2 separate regions of the Capra hircus genome follow, and region 1 is linked to region 2. A link is a contact called in public Hi-C data. All regions are on one chromosome and are shown on one strand. Each heading gives the region's core, a stretch centred on a gene start, on an enhancer-like site or on the middle of the called end of the contact. The rest is flanking DNA. Distances are from core to core; before and after follow the strand shown.

Evidence for each region. A called contact is a pair of places that touch in the nucleus more often than the background predicts.
Region 1: a contact with region 2 is called in a Hi-C map of blood, with 2.5 times the contacts expected there. The contact joins the promoter of USB1 here to the enhancer-like site in region 2. A contact is called at or near these places in 2 of 5 Hi-C or Micro-C datasets (both in blood).

Annotation. Positions count from the first base shown.
Region 1 is chr18:27,252,372-27,258,604 of ARS1.2, forward strand. USB1 (U6 snRNA phosphodiesterase) reads left to right here and starts at 1,592. Exons shown (of 8, transcript XM_018062062.1): 1 at 1,592-2,100; 2 at 3,773-3,939. The coding sequence starts at 3,828. ZNF319 (zinc finger protein 319) reads right to left here and starts at 1,457. Exons shown (of 3, transcript XM_018062058.1): 1 at 1,182-1,457.
Region 2 is chr18:27,172,471-27,178,211 of ARS1.2, forward strand. It overlaps CNGB1 (cyclic nucleotide-gated cation channel beta-1), which reads right to left. Exons shown (of 32, transcript XM_018063155.1): 25 at 4,819-4,960; 26 at 3,896-4,055; 27 at 1,482-1,579; 28 at 1,304-1,387. Among named protein-coding and RNA genes, the nearest start is that of CNGB1, 50 kb to the right of the region's middle. Within about 2 kb of position 1,306, at least 1 of the 5 cell types and tissues checked has an H3K27ac peak or open chromatin away from gene starts, as enhancers often do.

The DNA of each region.
Region 1 (6,233 bases), core at 342-2,841, 80 kb after region 2:
AGGCTAGTCATCTCCCAGAGCACCAAAAAAAAAAAAAAAAGCCTTAAATCCTCTTAATATGATAGTGTCAAGGCTTGCAGGAAATGTAAGCAATTTTGAGTTTGCCTCTGCAATGTGGGATGTAGCATGCTAACCATCCCTGTCACCTTTCCGGAGACAACCCTGTTCCCTTGCTCCAAGTCTGTAACACTGGATAATCCATGGAAAGTAAAGACCACCCAGCCCAGGCAAATCTCTAACTCACCACTTTGTGGCAGCATAAGGTAATGACAGCGAGAGGGAGGAACTTTCAGAATCAGATGCAACCCGCTTTCAGGTTCCCAGCTCCTCTGCTTCTAACATTGAAAAGTTTCTAAGTTTTCTCCGGATGAAAAGAGTAGGAAGGGGATGCCTACACAAGCCAGCCTGGCCTCTAACTGTTCTGCCAAAGAAACGTAAGAGTCAGGCTAAAAACTGTCAGCCTCAGCATCTTTCCGGGAAGGGAAGAAGTGAAGAAGCTGCTGCTCCGAGTGGAGGCAGCAGGTTGCATGAGCCAGCAGGTACCGAAGCCTCCCCAGGAAAGAGGGAAGCAGGACTACGCTGAGCCTGGTCTAGGTCAGACTGCGCCAACCCAACTGTTTTTTGTTGTTTTTTTTTTTTGTTTTCTCCTGGCATGAATGGCTCCCAGACCCAGGGTCCCCAGCCCCGGGCCCCCAGGTCCGCTGCCCATTCCGGCCCCCCCACTCCAGGAAGGTGCGGTCAGGAGGCCTCTCTGATCACTCAGCAAAGAGGATGAGAGACTAGGGTTAGGGAGGCACGGGGAGGCCCCCACCTGCGCCCCACCCCAGCCCTTCCTCTTCCTTGGGAAACCAACCGAATGAAAGCCGATCACCTCCCCGCCGGCACTGCCCGCCGGCCCAGCTGGGCTGCCTCCTGTCAGCCCTTGCCGAGAAATGGCCAGGACGCTGCGGCCCCGGCGCCGGACCTGCGGGCGAGTGGGCCCGAAAAAGGGCCCAGGGCTGCAGGCCGGGCCCGGGAGGTAGCTGCGTGTCGAGGTCGGCCTGGGCCGCCCAAGAGCTCAGGAGGCCGCCGGGTCGGGCCGGAGGTGGGGTTGGGGGGGGTACTGCCGGGCCAGCTGGGGAAGGGGTGCGGCGGGCGCGGGAGTGGCCCCCAGACGCGGCCCCGGGCGCCCCGCCGCTCACCTGCTCCGGGCCGCCCGCGGGTCAGGCGCGGGGCGAGTGGCGACTGGCTGCTCTCTCAGCCGCCCCTTTATTCCGACTCCATCCGCGGCAGCGCGGCCTACGCGCGCTGCCAATCCCCGGCCTCGCGTAGCGGCGGCTGCCGGCCCGGGGGCGGGGAACGGGCTAGCGGCGGCCGGAATCGAGGAAGCGACGTGCGCGGCCGGGATAGCGGGGCCGGGGCGGAGGAGCGCCGGGAGGGCGGGCGGACGGAACGATGGCCTTGCAGAGACCGGCGGACAGGCGGGCGGCGCGGGGGCCAGGGAGGCGGGGCCGGGGGAGGAGCGGCAGCCCGGGCGGCGGCGGCTGCGGGAGGAGCGGGCGGCACGCAGCGAGGCCGCCCCCTGCCGGGGACCCCGCGGCCGGGCCGGGTCGGACAGCCGGACGCTCTGGGTGGCTCTTCGGTCGCTCGGCCGGCACGTCTCAGCTGACCCAGGAAGGGCGCTCTGCTTCCGACCACTCTACTCGGCCTTCGGGGAGCGAGTTCCCAGGGCCCAGCCCACGGCCCGACCCCTGAGCCTGAGAGGAGAGCCCTCCTAGACCCTCTGATCTTCTGGAACGGACCCGCCTCTGACTGTTCAGCTCGCTCTTAGGGAAGGGGGCCCCCCGGAGCTCGGACTTTGGGCGGGGCTTGGGGAAGGGGCCCCGGGACCTCTAATTCCTGTCCGGACGACTAGGGCAAGGATCTCCGCTGGCTCTAGGGCTCTGACCTCTGACCCAGGGACCATCGGCTGCCGGGAGGTCCCGAGTTGCTGCAGACTGAGCAGCGGACAGAGAGAGGTCAGGACTCAGAGCGATCTCTGAAATGGGCACACGGAGGATGGCCGTGCCAGGAGGCTCCCAGCGGTCAAAGCGAGGCGAGCGGGCACGCAGCGTGGCCTGGGTGGGTACAATCTTTGCTCCGGTCCTGCCGGGCCCCGCCCCCGCCCCCCGCCCCGAGGCGGTGCTAATTTGTGCCCCGCCCCCGGGAGAGCACTTCCGGCGCAGAGGAATTCCGGGTGGGGTGAGGTTGCTTGCCGACCCTCTGTGCGGTCGTGAAGGTGGGTGACGGGGTTCCTCATGAGTGCGGCGCCCCTCGTGGGCTACAGCAGCAGCGGCTCCGAAGATGAGGCCGAGGCCGGGGACCGGGTTCGGCCGGGGGCTGAAGGCCGCAGTCGGTGAGGAGCGAGGAAGTCTTTCTGGGGAAGGGTGATTGGAGAGGGTCCGGAGCTGCTCGCGAGGGAAGGAAAAGGGACACGGGGTGGGGGGGGGGGGGGATATGGGGAAGGAGGACCAGACAGAGCCTCGGTGTGCCCCCACCTGGCTGGGTCAAGGTTAGGAGGCAGGAAACGGGGTGGGTTTGGGTCCAGCCTCGGGCGCCTGCCCACTCTGTCTCCTGGCACGCACCACTGTACCACCCCAGGTCTGTTTCCTCACTTGGAAAGTGTTTTCTTTAATCTGATAAATATTCATGGAGTACTCTCTCTGTGCCAGGCTGGGAACTGGGGACTCAGCAGTGAGCAAAGTAGGAAGTCTCCTACTTTGTGGAGGAGCTTCGGTTCTTAATTGCCAGGCCTGGTACCTGCTGAGTGCTTTTCCAGCAGCACTTTCGTTCATCTCACTTTATGGATGAGGAAACGGGAGGTCCACAGAGAGCATATTACCTGCCTAAGACCACAGAGCTAGGAAGTGTCACTCTGGCTCAGGCCTGTCCAGTTCAGTTCAGTTCACTTGCTCAGTCGTGTCCAACTCTGCAACCCCATGAATCTCAGCACACCGGGCCTCCCTATCCATCACCAACTTCCGGAGTTTACCCAAACTCATGTCCAATGAGTCAGTGATGCCATCCAGCCATCTCATCCTCTGTCGTCCCTTTCTCCTCCTGCCCCCAATCCCTCCACATATCACCACCTGCTCCTTTGTTTCCCACGGGGACCAGGTTCCTAGAAAGTCTGCTTCCAGGAGTTATTTACTCAGTCGTGTCTGATGCTTTGCAACCCCATGGACTGCAGCACCCCAGGCTTCCCTGTTCTTCACCATCTCCCCAAGCTCGCTCAAACTCATGTCCATTGAGTCGATGATGCCATCCAACCAACTCATCCTCTGTCATCCCCTTCTCCTTCCACCCTCAGTCTTTCCCAGCATCAGGGTCTTTTTCAATGAGTCAGCTCTTCACATCAAGTCGCCATAGTATTGGAACTTTAGCTTCAGCATTAGTCCTTCCAATGAATATTCAGGGTTGATTTCCTTTAGGATTGGCTGGTTTGATCTCCTTGCAGTCCAGGAGACTTTCAAGAGTCTTCTCCAGTACCACACTTTAGAAGTATCAATTCTTCAGCACTCAGCCTTCTTTAACGTCCAACTCTCACATCTGTACATGACTACTGGAAAAACCATAACTTTGTTGGGAGACATCAATGAAAGAGTGTTGGGGAAAGAGCTTTGTGGCTATCTAATGGCACTTGGTGAGAAATAGACATGCAGAGTCGCCCTGTACAGGGGGTTACAACTTTCCTCATGTGTACAGACAGAGAATGTAGGGAGCTAACTGGGCTTATTTTCTTCTCCTCTTGCAGGGGCCAGAGCCCGCTTCCCGGCCAGAGGTTGCCAGTACCCGACAGTGTGCTGCGCATGTTTGCCGGCACTGAGGAGGGGCCTGTGGATGACAGTGCACAACATGGGGGCCGGGTGCGCACCTTTCCCCATGAGCGTGGCAACTGGGCCTCCCACGTCTACGTGCCTTGTAAGTGATGCCTGAGAGGCACGTGGCTGACACTGACAAGGTGCCTCTTATGGGAGGAAGCTGGCCCCAACCAGGAGGAAGCCAGAAACCTCAGCTTCTGACACTGGTAGTGAGAAGGAGATCAACTCAACAGAGAGAGGGCGACTTCAAGAACTAGGGAATTTTTCTGTTACACTTGATTTTAGTTTTGAATTCATTGCCTGAAATATATATATATATATTTTTTATTAACCCGGTGAATACTGTTCTCTCTGCTCGTGGGGATGTGGCCGCAGGAGGGTCTAGGGCAGAGTGTCAAGGCCATCGCAGAGTGTAACTGTTGCTAGTACTTTGTTTCTAAGAGGGCTGTAGGTGTGCTGGCTTCAAGTCCCCACCCTAGCCCTGATGAGTGAGTGGCAGGCAGAAAAAGCCCAGGCTTCAGAGTCTGACCTCACTCCACTACCTGCTACTCTGGGTGCTCCTTAGTTAAGTTGCTAGACTTCTCAGCGCCCCACTTTCCTTCTCTCTAAAATGGGGACAGTAGTAATACCTATATGGGGACAGTAAAACACCTCGAGGACTTCTGTGACAATTAAATGAGATCATCAATGTCAAGTTCTTAGCACAATACATAGAGTACATGGAGGCTCTTACTACTTTGTGTTAGATCAGGTAAATTCTTAGAACCTCCATTTCCCCATCCACAGATTGGGAATGATTCTCTATATTCCCTATTCCACTGGAAGTGAAGTGAAGTCACTCAGTCGTGTCCGACTCTTTGTGACCCTGTGGACTGTAGCCTACCAGGCTCCTCTGTCCATGGGATTTTCCAAGCAAGAGTACTGGAGTGGGTTGCCATTTCCTTCTGCAGAGGATCTTCCCGACCCAGGGATCAAACCCAGGTGTCCTGCATTATAGGCAGACGCTTTACCATCTGAGCCACTAGGGAAGTCTTGAAGTGAAAGTTGCTCAGTTGTGGCACTTCCATTCCACGGGGCATTTGGGCAAATTGAGTAACTCATCAGGTGTGAGCAGATTGTTAACCATGGAGCTCTAGTCATATAAAAAGATCTGTGAACATACAGTGGTGTCTTTCTTGTGTTTTTTGTCTTTCTAAACAATTAGGAATATTCTACATGTCTGTCAGGAGATTCTAGATGTCTAATAAATGTCTGATTAAAGAAATGCACTGTTTCTAGTCTAAGGATGGGTTACTGTGGAGCCATAATCATGAGCTTGCCTTCTGTAATGAGAGGAAGACTGTCCAACATGTAGTGTTACATGGAGAAAGCTCGGGGAAGAACTGCATGCCCTTATCTTTTCTAACAAATAAAATATATACATTGTCACAGCACTGAGAAAAGCTGTGGAAATAAGCATCATGTTTGACAGTCTTTGTCTCTAGAGTAGTGGTCTTGAAAGTGGGGTATGTGCCCTGAGGGAGAGATCAAGGTGGCCTCTTAGAAAGAAAAGCATTAAGACTTTTTAATTTATTTCTCTTTATCTCATCTTTTTAAGTTTCTACTCTGCAGAGTGTACATTTTATAACATGATTTTCCAGTGGAGCGCATGTTTGTAATTTATATAAATGTACATTGACTGTAGGTATGTGTACAAGCTCGTTTGACGGCATGTGTGATCACAGTAGTTTGGATTCCCCTGCTTTAGATGTGGACTTCGAGGACCCTTGCTTTCTCTGTCACATATTTCTCTTTTTACTCGAATTCTTTTCAAAAAGCATATGTATGTATATGTATCAGTTCAGTTCAGTTCAGTTGCTCAGTCGTGTCCACCTCTTTGTGACCCCGTGGCCTGCAGCACGCCAGGCCTCCCTGTCCATCACCAACTTCCGGAGCTTACTCAAACTCATGTCCATTGAGTCAATGATGCCATCCAACCATCTCATCCTCTTCTGTCCGTTTCTCCTCCTGCCTTCAATCTCTGCCAGCATCAGGGTCTTTTCAGATGAGTCAGTTCTTTGCAACAGGTGGCCAAAGTATTGGAGTTTCAGCTTCAGCATCAGTCCTTCCAATGAATATTCATGGTTGATTTCCTTTAGGATGAACTGGTTGGATCTCCTTGCAGTCCAAGAGACTCTCAAGAATCTTCTCCAACACCACAGTTCAAAAGCATCAGTTCTTTGGCACTCAGCTTTCTTCACCCAACTGTCACATCCATACATGACTACTGGAAAAACCATAGCTTTGACTAGACGGACCTTTGTTGGCAAAGTAATGGCTCTGCTTTTTAATATGCTGTCTAGGTTGGTCACAACTTTTCTTCCAGGGAGCAAGCTATATGTGTATTCTATAACC
Region 2 (5,741 bases), core at 56-2,555:
GGGAGATACCATTAATATCCCTACTTTACCTATGAAAAGAGTCAGATTCAGAGAGGGCAAGCTACTGCCCCAAGGCTGCACAGCTAGGAAGTGGCTCCAGGGTCAAGACAAATCACTCTATTGCTCCCAAACCTCTCTTGGCCTCGAAGGCCGCAGCTTTGAATTCTCAGCCATTTACAGCATCCTTGCCCCTCTTCTTTCAGCTCTTTGCTTCCAGGTGTATGCTGTTCTGCAGCATACAACTTGGAGTCAGGGCCCTTCTGGGGCTGGGGGCTCCTGAGTCTTGCAGGGGGTTCTTGAGCAATATTTCCACCCCCGTACACACACCAAGCCTTATTAACAGCTCTGAAATCTGGTTCCTGCTCCCCTACCCTGAACACTCAGTCACCAAGTGACCTCAGTCTCACCTTAAATCCCAAAAAATGGGAGCAGAAGGGACCTTAGAGACTGTCTAGCCCTGGGATTCAAATCCATATATTCCCCAGGATCAGGCAGGTGACACAAAGGAGAGAAGGGAGCCAGGAGGGCAGTCGGGAGTGGTGGGGCATGGGGCATCTCTTCAGAGCCATTCCCTTCTCCTCTCCAGAGGACTCTTGCTGCTTGGCAAAGTGGGGCTCAGTGCTGGCCAATTTTCTGTTTTCAGCCAGAAATCTGGAAATCTGGATTTTTATGTAAAACTTTCCTTTTTTTTTTTTTTTTTGGCTGTACTGCACAGCTGACAGGAGCCTAGTTCCCTAACCAAGGATTGAACCTGGGTCACAGGAGTGGAAATACCACATGCTAACCACCAGGGAATTCCTGAAACCTTCCCATTTTTTTACAGGTTGGAGACTATTCAAAACTTTATTTTTAGATTAATCCGGGTATGTGGGGAGGAAACAACCCATGAGACACTGTGGGCTGGCTCCTTGCCAAGGACCATCAGTTTGCAACCTCTGACCTATCCCTCCCCTGTTCAGCCCCATTTTCCCGACAGGAAGACCAAGACCCCGGAAGCAGTTCCATGTACACAGTCAAGACCCTGACCCTCTTTTGGCTCCTCACTTTCCTCTTCTGTAAAGTGGGGTTCCTCATCCTGGTCCCCATGGTCCTATGAGGAAGGAGCCAGGCTGAGACACATCTGAGCTTGTGCCCGGAGCTCCTCCTGCCAAGCAAGCCAGGAGCCCTGGGGTCAGCTTGCCACCCGCCTCTCCTCCCAGCAATTCCGCTCTGCCCGCACCTGCAAACCTCACCACCTTCCCAGGGGGCCCCTCCAGCCCAGCTCCGATGGGCGGGGGCTGCCGCAGCCGCCCCGGCCACTCACCTTCTTGCACACGTAGTCGTTGGGCAGGTAGACGACAGAGCGCAGCCTCTTCAGCATGTCAAAGATCATCTGCCGGTCACAGCCCTGGCCCCGAGAGGAGGGGAAGGAGCCATTTAGAGGAAGGCGTGGGCTCGAGGCCTTCCAGAGTCCTGAGAGTGGGGCGCTGGGCAGGCCATACCTGGAAGAGTGCCACTTTGCTGACGATGGAATAGTTCACGTCGATGGCAAGGTCCAGCCGCATCTTGTCCGGAAGCTGCACCATCAGCTCTGACTCATCTGCAAATGAGACCCTGCAAGGGTCAGAGGCATGGCCAGGCCCTTCACACACACAGTGCCGAGCCCACACTGCACGGCTGGGCCCCCAGGTGTGCCATTCCTCTACCACTCGGAATCACTCCAGATTGGGAGGGTATGCTCTCTGCCTCCAGGCCTTTGCCCATGCCGTTCCCTCTGCTGGGAACAACCCCCTCTGCTTTCCTGGCTAATCCCTACTCATGCTTCAGAACCCGGCACTCATGTCACCTCCTCCAGGAAGCCTTCCCTTGACATCCTCCCACCCAGCTATTATGTTATCAGTCCCTGTCCCATAGCACGTATCACACCCTTTAGTGCAGCTGCTTGCTGATGATCTGTCTTCTCCACTTACATTATAAGAACAGCATTTGCAAGAACTAAAGTATGTGGAGGATGTACTATGTGCCAGGCACTGTTTACAGAGTGCTTTACCAAGATGATTTCATTAACTTCTCCCAGCAGCCCAAGAGGTGCCCACTACTAAAACCCATCTCACAGACAAAGAAAGGACAACTCAGGAGGGCAGTGACTTGCCCACAGCCACACAGCTTGGGGGATGGAATCAAGGCCCCACTCAGGCCCGGTGACTTCAGAACCTATCCTGGGAGAGCAGTATGTCTGTACACCATGGTGTCCATGCTGCACAGTGGAGAGCTTGGCACATGATGAAGGTTGGTAACTGGAGACAGAGATACACCCCGGGACCCCAGTCCCATGCTCTGCCCACTGTACATTAGCTTAGGGCTCAAGTGCTGGGTCTGTGCAACCCTGGGCAGGTCAGAGCCCTCTCTGGTATTTAACATGTGCCCCTGTGAAAAGGGCCAGTGATATTGAAGTCACAAGGCTGTCACTGGGATGGAATGAGGCAGTGGAAGTGAACATGCCTTGGAAACTACTATGGTTAAGTGCATTGTCCACAGACTTGCCAACAACCCCAGCTCAGGAGACTGTGGGCCTCAAGTGTGGCTTCTTTGAGACCAGACAGAACCCAATGGAGGTGAAGGGGGGCGCTTTCACTTTGCTGAGGGCCTTGGGGGACCCTGAGGTACTGTGCCAGTGGTCCACAAGCTTTTGAGAGCCTTCCAAAATGATGCCTAGGCTCTGAAAACAAAATTATGTGCATGTGTGTATGTGTGCTCAGTTGTACCTGACTCTTTGGGACCCTGTGGACTGTAGCCCACCAGGCTCCTCTGTCCATGGGATTTTACAGGCAAAAATACTGTAAATGTAAGTGAAAAGCATACAGACAGATGCTTTAATAGTAGGGCCACCTGGGAAGCACAAAAACAAAATTACTAACTCAGGTGGTGTTAGTGGTAAAGAAATTCCCCTGCCAGTGCAGAAGACACAAAAGATGCAGGTTCGATCCCTGGGTCAAGAAGATCCCCTGGAGGAGGGTATGGCAACCCACTCCAGTATTCTTGCCTGGAGAGTCCCACGGACAGAGGAGCCTGGAGGGCTGTAGTCCATAGGTTCACAAGGAGTCCAACACGACTGAAGCAACTTAGCACAAAGATAAAAAGGAAACGGGGAGAAAAAGTCAATTAACATATAATTAGCATGTCAAATTTCCTTAAGGATTCCATTTAGAATCCGTAAGAACTTCACTACATTTGGAAACAATTTACGGGTAAGATTCTGTCACTTTGCAAGAATTACTGAGCACACCTCATCACTGACAAGAAAGCTGAACCACAGTGAATGTTTTAGCCAATTTCAGAAGCAAAGCATGACAAACAACTATAAAATATATTGTAGTAAACTATAATGGAAAAGGCTCTGAAAAGAAATTTTTTTTAATTTATAAAATATATATTGTATGTATGGATTATATGTATACATGCTTCTCTGATGTATACAGGCTTCCCTGATGGCTCAGTGGTAAAGAATCTGCCTGCAATGCAGGAGACCCGGGTTCGAACCCTGGGTCAGGAAGATGCCCTGGAGAAGGAAATGGTAACACACTCCAGTATTCTTGCCTGAAAAATCCCACGGATGGAGGAACCTGGCAGGCTACAGTCCATGGGGTCACAAAACAGTCAGACACGACTTAGCAACTTCTGGTACACAAAGAGCAAGAAAGGTGAGAGAGACAGAGACAGTCCTTCCTTTCCTGGTTCCAACTGCACTTCCATCTTTGAATGGGCACCTCCCAAGGCCTCTCCAGGCATCTCTCACTTACGTGTTGGGACTGCAGCCCAGAGAGGACCCCATGCTCAGGGCCCCAAGGACAGAGGACAAGGGCAGGGCCCAAGACAGGGCACTGCGGGTGGGGCTGGGTGGAAGGGCGTGTCTTACCCAGCATGCCTTGGGAGTGCCAGGTGTATTCGTACCAGGTCTTGACCCGGTTCTGCACGGACCTGGGGATCTTGTAGAAGTTCATGTATTTCACTGTGCTGTCCATGCAGCTGCGGTAGTAGGTCTGTCCCGCGGTGGCGGCCCCCACTACGTCTCTCATCTGGGGGCCAGGAGGGTGGTGGTCAGGGAGGCCACTGGGTCAGAGTGGGGCCGGGCTTCGGGGACATGGGTTGTGGGCACATTAATGTAACACAGGCGCCCGGGTGCACGCTTGCCGGGCTGGTAAGAGATCAGGAGAGAGGGGAAACCCATGTCCACACTTAGAGGTTTTGCTGACCCAGATGTTCTGCCTTCAGGGTAGACGTGGAGGAGCGAGGCTGCTGGCCCTTCGGTGGGCTTAGGTCTCCGGGGCCACATGAGGAGGGCAGGTCTCGCTCGGCTGGGCTGATTCTGGTGCCAACGTGACCCCCTCAGAGGAGGAGATGTGAGCCAGGTGTGCTGGTCCTTGGGGCAGAGCCCCTCAAAGGCAGCACTGAGCACCCCTGGTGGCGCCTCATGTAGTGCTACAAGCTGAGCCTCATGCCAGGGCCCAGCACATTAGAATCCACCAAGGGCTCCTCTCCAAGGGAACAGCCCAAATCCTCAGCTTCTGCAGGAAGCCACTGGGCCCAGCTCTCCAGCTACCCTGGAGACTGACATTTCAAATGAGAAGAACCTTCAGTGAGGAAGCGGGACCTACACCTCCACCACCACCCCTTCACCCCACAGATCCCAGAGCTGCAGGCTCCTGACTCTCTGCCCAGTGCTCTTTTCCTGGGCTTGGCCTGAAAGGAACAAGCATGGACGGTGACGTTCCTGGCAGCAGCGGGAGGAAGAGGGGCCCTGCAGGCAGGTGGGTTGGGACAGACTAGTGGCCCAGCTACCTGTCCAATCATCACGGAGAAAGCGAAGACGCCTGTGAAATAGTTTAGACCTTGGAAGATAATTTCAAAGAGCGTCCTGGGGTCGGGCAGGCCGCCGATGGTGATGAGGGTCTTCACAGCCCAGTAGTAACAGCGAATGTAACTGAGGAGAGAAGAAGAAGGGGACCTTAGTCATCAAAACTCAGCCTGTGGATCCTGGGCAATCTGGCTTGAATATAAAGCTTTATAGCTCATGAGTGCAAAAAAAAAAAAAAAGGGAAAAAAAACTTCTCCCAACTGCAGAGCCCACTGCAGCATACAGAGCATGTTTGCAGGTGCTGTGTGGTTTGGTCGTGACTCTGCCCTAACCCTGTAGAGACATGCTGTCATCCCCATTTACAGATGTGGAAACTGAGGCTTCTGGAGATTGCTTGGAAGACTTGGCGAGAGAATCAACCAGGGCTTTCCGGCTCCTGATGCCTGGGATCCTTCAGTTTCCCTCCACATGCTTCCAGTGTCCACAGTCTCTGCTTTGCTCTCCCATCATGAGGTTCAAGAACAAGCTCAAAATTGGAAGATGATCTCGAGGGTCACCTTTTCTGACCCTTCCCTTCTGCTGTCCACTAACCAGATAGTGAAACTGAGGGCCACAAAGGGAAAGGGAACACCCATGGTCACCAGCTGGCAAGTTCCAGGGCTGGGACTGGAAAACAGGTGTCACCTTCTCTCTAAGCTGTCACCCACCGTCAGTAACCCCTTGACACAGACACATGAGCCATCAGGAAGGGAGGTGGCCAATGGGGTCCTGCTGTGTGGTACAAAGCATAGGAAATGCCCAAGCTTGTGAAATCATCACAAAGTAGCAAAAGTCCCTCCCTCCCTATTTTGAGTTTTAAAGGTTTGCATGTTTATTAATAATTACAAGTTTGCATTATTCCAACAGA